Regions from separate parts of the Danio rerio genome. Here region 1 is linked to region 2. The links are chromatin contacts, called in public Micro-C maps. All regions are on one chromosome and are shown on one strand. Each heading gives the region's core, a stretch centred on a gene start, on an enhancer-like site or on the middle of the called end of the contact. The rest is flanking DNA. Distances are from core to core; before and after follow the strand shown.

The links. Hi-C and Micro-C count contacts between places; a contact is called where the count stands out from the background.
Region 1: a contact with region 2 is called in a Micro-C map of caudal fin, with 6 times the contacts expected there. The contact joins the enhancer-like site here to the promoter of calm1b in region 2. A contact is called at or near these places in 2 of 18 Hi-C or Micro-C datasets (caudal fin and an unstated tissue).

The regions. Positions count from the first base shown.
Region 1 is chr20:18,174,746-18,177,653 of GRCz12tu, reverse strand. No RefSeq gene overlaps it. Among named protein-coding and RNA genes, the nearest start is that of si:ch73-74h11.1, 26 kb to the left of the region's middle. Within about 2 kb of position 1,318, at least 3 of the 62 cell types and tissues checked have an H3K27ac peak or open chromatin away from gene starts, as enhancers often do. A contact at or near this core is called in caudal fin, where this site is marked.
Region 2 is chr20:17,961,721-17,964,627 of GRCz12tu, reverse strand. It overlaps calm1b (calmodulin 1b), which reads right to left and starts at 1,555. Exons shown (of 6, transcript NM_200082.1): 1 at 1,493-1,555. The coding sequence starts at 1,495.

The DNA.
Region 1 (2,908 bases), core at 69-2,568, 210 kb before region 2:
GTTTTTTAAAAATGGTTGACATTTTATGACTTTTTATTTAAAAAAAAAAAATGTTACACACATACTGTTTGCTATGGAATGCAAAAACTTCGAAAGCTCAATATTTCAAAATCATTCAGAATGCAGATAGAACCTTATTCCAAGGTGACGATTTGCAGCAGTGTTCACACGGAGTAACAACTCCTAATTTTCATCCAGTATCTTTACACAGAACATATTTTCATGCTAATTTACATGCTAAAATCAATGAGCGTACGTTTTGTGAGTCAGTAACTGCAAAAGTGACTGTTGCTGTCTTTAAAAAAATATATTAATTTTGGTTGATGGATGGATGAAGACAGCTGTGAGTAAAAGGGTTTTGAGTGATTTATCTGTCGAAAGAAGTCAATGATTGACAAGAGAAGTGATTCAAAAGCAATGGAAGCTTTAAAAATGTACAAACAGATATGATCACTTGAACAATAAAAAATAACCCTGAAGCAAAAGGCTAAGAACGCAAGAAACGGTCGGGAATGAACAAGTTCAGGAAGCACAATGTGAAAATCCAACTGAAGAGAGTGTTGATAAATGTCTGGAGGGACAATCATAACGTCCTTATTAAAAGGTCATCTCTTCAGTTGTTTATGTCAACACCATCTGGAGCATTTAGAGCTGAGGTTGATCATCATTCAGATTAACAGCCATACATGTGACCAGATTTTTTGACAGCTGGTGGAGGAATCGTTTAAGGAATAGTAAAGGACATTTTTTATGTGTGAGTACATGTTACAGATGGAGAATGGAAAAAAAAAACTAAAGAAAAAAAAATCCTTAACAAAAACTGTTTTTTTTTTTCAGGTGTTTGATTTGGACTTGTGATGTAATGTGATCTTTTTCTGCTGTTATCATAGTTATTTTTATTTCTCTATATTTACCTTAAAACATTAAAGGTGCTGTAGAATGAATATCTGGATATATCTTGGCATAGCTAAAAAAATAAGAGTTCAGTTCATGGAAATTACATATTGAGAGCCAAAACACCATTGCTTCCTCATTGTCATAAAAATCCTGTGAGTGTGAAAAGCAGGCCAATCAGAACAATGAACATTGAATGTTTCTGTTTTTTACTGACTAAATTCAATCAATATTGATGATTATCCAGTGGGGTTTTTTCTGCATGAATCAATGAAAATATTATGTTGATTACTTTGGGACAAAAATCTTGAATAAACTCCTTTCTTGCTCAAGTTGTGCGGAGATGTGTTTTCCATTTGTTACTGCTGTGAGTGATGTGTTATTTAGCCCGGCAGCTTTCTCGTTAACCCTGAGAAGCGGTTTCAAAAAAAGCTCATTTTATTTGACGCTATACCTGCTGAAACCTGCCTTACCAGTAGTTTTCAAATGCAGTCATAAACCCGTTTTTTAACACGAGTCCTTATGCCCCAGGCTATGAGCTAAAGAATGACAATGACAATTTTCAGAAAATATATGACTATCGCTTATATGATTTAAGACTTTTAAGCCTACGAAGCATCAATTTCCCATGCCTTGCATGACGGATGAAGACAATGATCTCAGCATGTCTGAATTTGAAATCTTTAGAAATCATGTTCAAGCATATCTGATCAGGTCTCATTTTGGGGTCAAGAACTAAGCATTTAAAAAATCTGTCTTAAGAGGTTTGACCAACTAGCAGTAAGCCAAGTGGTTGTCTTGTTTTTTTGAATTCAAACTATAGCAGTCAATGATTTTCTAACCTAGCTTAATTTAAAAAGTTATAACCAGCCCTAAATAGAAAAAATACTTTTTAAGACTTTATCCAACCATCCACAGGCACTCAATCTTATATGAAATACAATACAAATAAAAAAAGTCATATTTATTCTAGTGAATTGCTTTATCCAGTCTTCTCTTATTGGAACATCTAAGTCATTCTAGAGCAAGGGTGTCCAAACTCTGTCCTGGAGGGCCTGTGTCCTGGAGAGTTTAGCTCCAACCATAAAGCACACCTGAACCAACTAATCAAGCTCTTACTAGACTCTGGCTGTTTCTTAATTCCAAGAACGCAGAGAACGGACTTGCGTTCTTGTGAAGACCGGTCTTGCCAGGTGTCCTCGGAAGAACGAACTCAGGAGACCGCGAGGGCAGAGAACGCGTCCTTTGAGAATTGAGATGCTGCGTTCTTCCTGATGGTCACGTGACCTTCACGTGTTTTAAATGGTAAATTATTTAAACATTACAGCCTTCATACAACGATTTATTGTTTTTCCCCTTTTCAAAATTGCATAAAACATTATAAATATATGTTGCACAATATAAATAAAACAGATTTTAATACGAATTTCAGCAAACAAACATCCTTAATGTTTTTATTTCTTTATTAAGATGTCCATGGTAATGTTTACTTTCACGGTGTCATTTAGGGAAACTCCTGAGGTAAATAAGTGATATCTCTGAACTTTAATAATAAATCTAAATAAAATGCTGCGCTTCCCATCTCCAGTCGCAATGACTTCTGGGACTTCCAGTGCGAGTTCGGTGCTCAAGTCTGCATCAGTGCGTCCTCGATATCAAGATCACATCCGGGAAGTTTCACGCGTCCTCCGTACTTGCGGTCTTGAGTATTGGAACTGAACTTGGGCAGCTGATGATGACGTTGCACGAGAACACGAGTACGCAAGACCGCTGAAGAACGCATATTGAGAAACAGCCACTAGAAACTTCCTGGCAGGTGTGGTAAAGCAGGTTGGAAGTAAACTCTGTAGGACATCGCTCCTCCATGGCCGAGTTTGGATGCACATAAACTGATTATGGTGTTAATGAGGAGACCAAAAAGGAATTCTTCAAGACATGCCACTGTAAAAAATAATACCCTATATCTACTCAATAAATTTGAGGCAACAGATTACAAGCAATATTATTAATTAAA
Region 2 (2,907 bases), core at 306-2,805:
CCCTGGCAGCATCTGGGTTAGTATCACGATGGATTTATGTGCATTTGGGATGTTCATGACATCCCAAACATGGCGACTATCCAACGCCTTTATACATCATTTAAGAGAAGTCAGTATAAAATGTAAAACTACTCTGACCGTATTTGTCTGATGGAAAAATATCAAATATACTCTGAAGATGGGTTGAGAAGATGAGTAAAATAATTCCTTTATTTTCCTTTGACTTGGTCCCTGATTTATCAGAGGCCTCCACAGTGGAATGAACCTCCAACTATTTCAGCATATGTTTTATGCAGCGGATGCCCTTTCGGCCAAAACTAGGAAAGGCTAAGTAGATGATGTGGTAATTTATGTGGTAGTTTAACCGTTGACATACAGAATATGAGTGTAAATCTTTACAATAAACGCACAAAAGAACTAAGATCTTGGACGAATTTGATGTGAAACTTCCTGAGTTGTTCTTCCTGACAGGACATAGGAGACATCTAGAGTCGTCTTAATCTGTAAAGAAACCTGAGAGGCTTTTAAGTCTCTTGTTTAGAAGCATCTTTAAGAAAAAACTCCAACAGGTTCTGTTTTACTAGGATGCGCAACTACACACATCACACCAAATGTCGAACAACACTTCTCAGATTCAACAAACCAGGCGGCAGACATTTCACAAAAGACACACCTTTTATTTGCATAAGCTACAGTGACTAGAGAGAAAATACAGGAAACTGAGCACCAGCTACACCCTTTTAGTCCATGCAACAGTGTGGTGGTGGTTTGCTCAAAACACCAGCGCCTGTCAGATCAGCGAGGCCTTTAAATGCCTGTAAAGGGCTTTTCATGGCAAACACCGGCCCTGCTGCTGTAATTCAGTCTTTGAGAGGAGATGGATGATGCAACAGAGGCTGACGGAGCCACATCCTCATCTGAGACACATCTAACAGCCATCTCCATCATGTCCCATCCGTCATATTTCAGCAAACATGAGCATGACGTGTCAACCCTGATGATGAACCTTAACCCAAATAAACACTTACACATGACATGTCTGTCTGATTCAAATATGACAGGTACAGGGGTTACCGTGTAATCTAATGGTGATGTATATTAAACTTCATTTTCGTTCTAGGACACAATATAATAATTATTATCATATATATAGAGGATTTCTCATCTATCTAAAGCTGTGTAACCCGTATGTATGTGTCTACGATAGAAAAGGGATGTAACAGTTGCGCAGTTGTAGATTCAGACTGTTGCATCACTGAACTACACCTCAACAGCAGGTGCTTTAATAAAGCGCTGTGTTTATCATACATTGTAAACAATTATATGGGAAAGTTACATCAACAAACGAATGTTTATTATTAATAATACTATTAATGCTTATTATTATAATTATTATTAAATGCCATTTCAGACACTCGTCCTGCACGTTAACCGACTCTTTAGTCTACAGTACTGCGTTAAACAGAGTGTGATGTAAAAGACGGATACGTACCATGTTTGTAGGGCGCGCGGGTGCTGATGATAATCTCCAGACCGGACTGAACGCGAGTCTCTCCGGGATGCGCGGGCTCTGGCGCGGCTCTGGCTGTGGACTCGATGAGAAGAAGCGCGCATGTATTCATCCGCCGCGCACTTCCTGACTCCCTCGGCCAATCACAGGCGGTGTTACAGCGCAGGGACGCCGATGCAGAACGCAGAAAACGCACTGGCCGTGCGTCCTGCTAAAACATTGACGCGTCCGGAGGATGAAGATGATGGAGCAAGTGCACAGCTGTTCACATTTACAAGTTCTCTGCTTGCCCTTTTAAAGGATTAGAAGATGTGAGTAACTTAAAGCAAACTGACTGACTTGAACTTTCTTATTTTGGGGTGTACTGTGGTCATGTATGTTTATTTACTCATGTATGACTACTAATAAGTGCACTTATGTTTGGCAACGGCCACCACACGCGACACAGTCATTTTCATACAAAGGGCTCTGAAAAAAGTGTTTGAAAATATTTTATAAAGGTCATTTTAGCCAGACCTGACTGGGTAAACTTGTAAACAAGTTAGCATTCAATTACACAAAAGAGTAAAATGAAATAATTTTATTTAAAAAATAAGTACAAAGTATAACATATTAATTATATTTCATTTTATTTATACATTTACTGGGCTATAAATATACAGTTTTATTATTTTAAATGATTATTAATCTTATAAAATGTCATTGGGAGAGGTGAATTATAGTGTAACTTTTTTATTTTTTACAAAACTGTTGCAACAAATAGATGATAGACTAAAGAATAGCATATTTACTCTGTGCTTTTTAACATATAATTTCAATTAGTGCGTAATTTAATATTAACTATTTAATAAACTGTATTTTTATACTGTTTCTCCGAAGGTCTGGCTCTTCGATAAACTCATGTGTAGGACTATTTTCTCCAGGCGGAAGGACACGTAGATTTCCCTACGCTTGAGAATTCACCGTGTCGGTTTGTTACGGAGTTGCTGATTGGTGGACGCGGACCTGCAATATTATACACAGTGTTGAGGGGGGCTTTATTGGCCGCCCTGGACCTGCAATGCACCAGGCAACAGTGTTTGAGAAGATATCCTAACAGAGATCTTATGAAAACTTTTAATTTTTTTTTTTTTTTTACATTTATTTATTCAAGCAGATTTCACTGGTATTTGCCTACATATACACTATATACATTCTGTATAAAATAGAGGAAATGCATTTCTACTTTCTATAGGTTAATGTGAGACTCATAAGTAAATCAACCTCATAAATAAAATTCGAAATATAACAAATAACATCCATAGAAATAAAAAAAAAAAATCATTAATTTTCCTTCGGCTTAGTCCTTTTATTCATCAGGGTTCGCCACAACAGAATGAACCGCCAGCTTATAATTC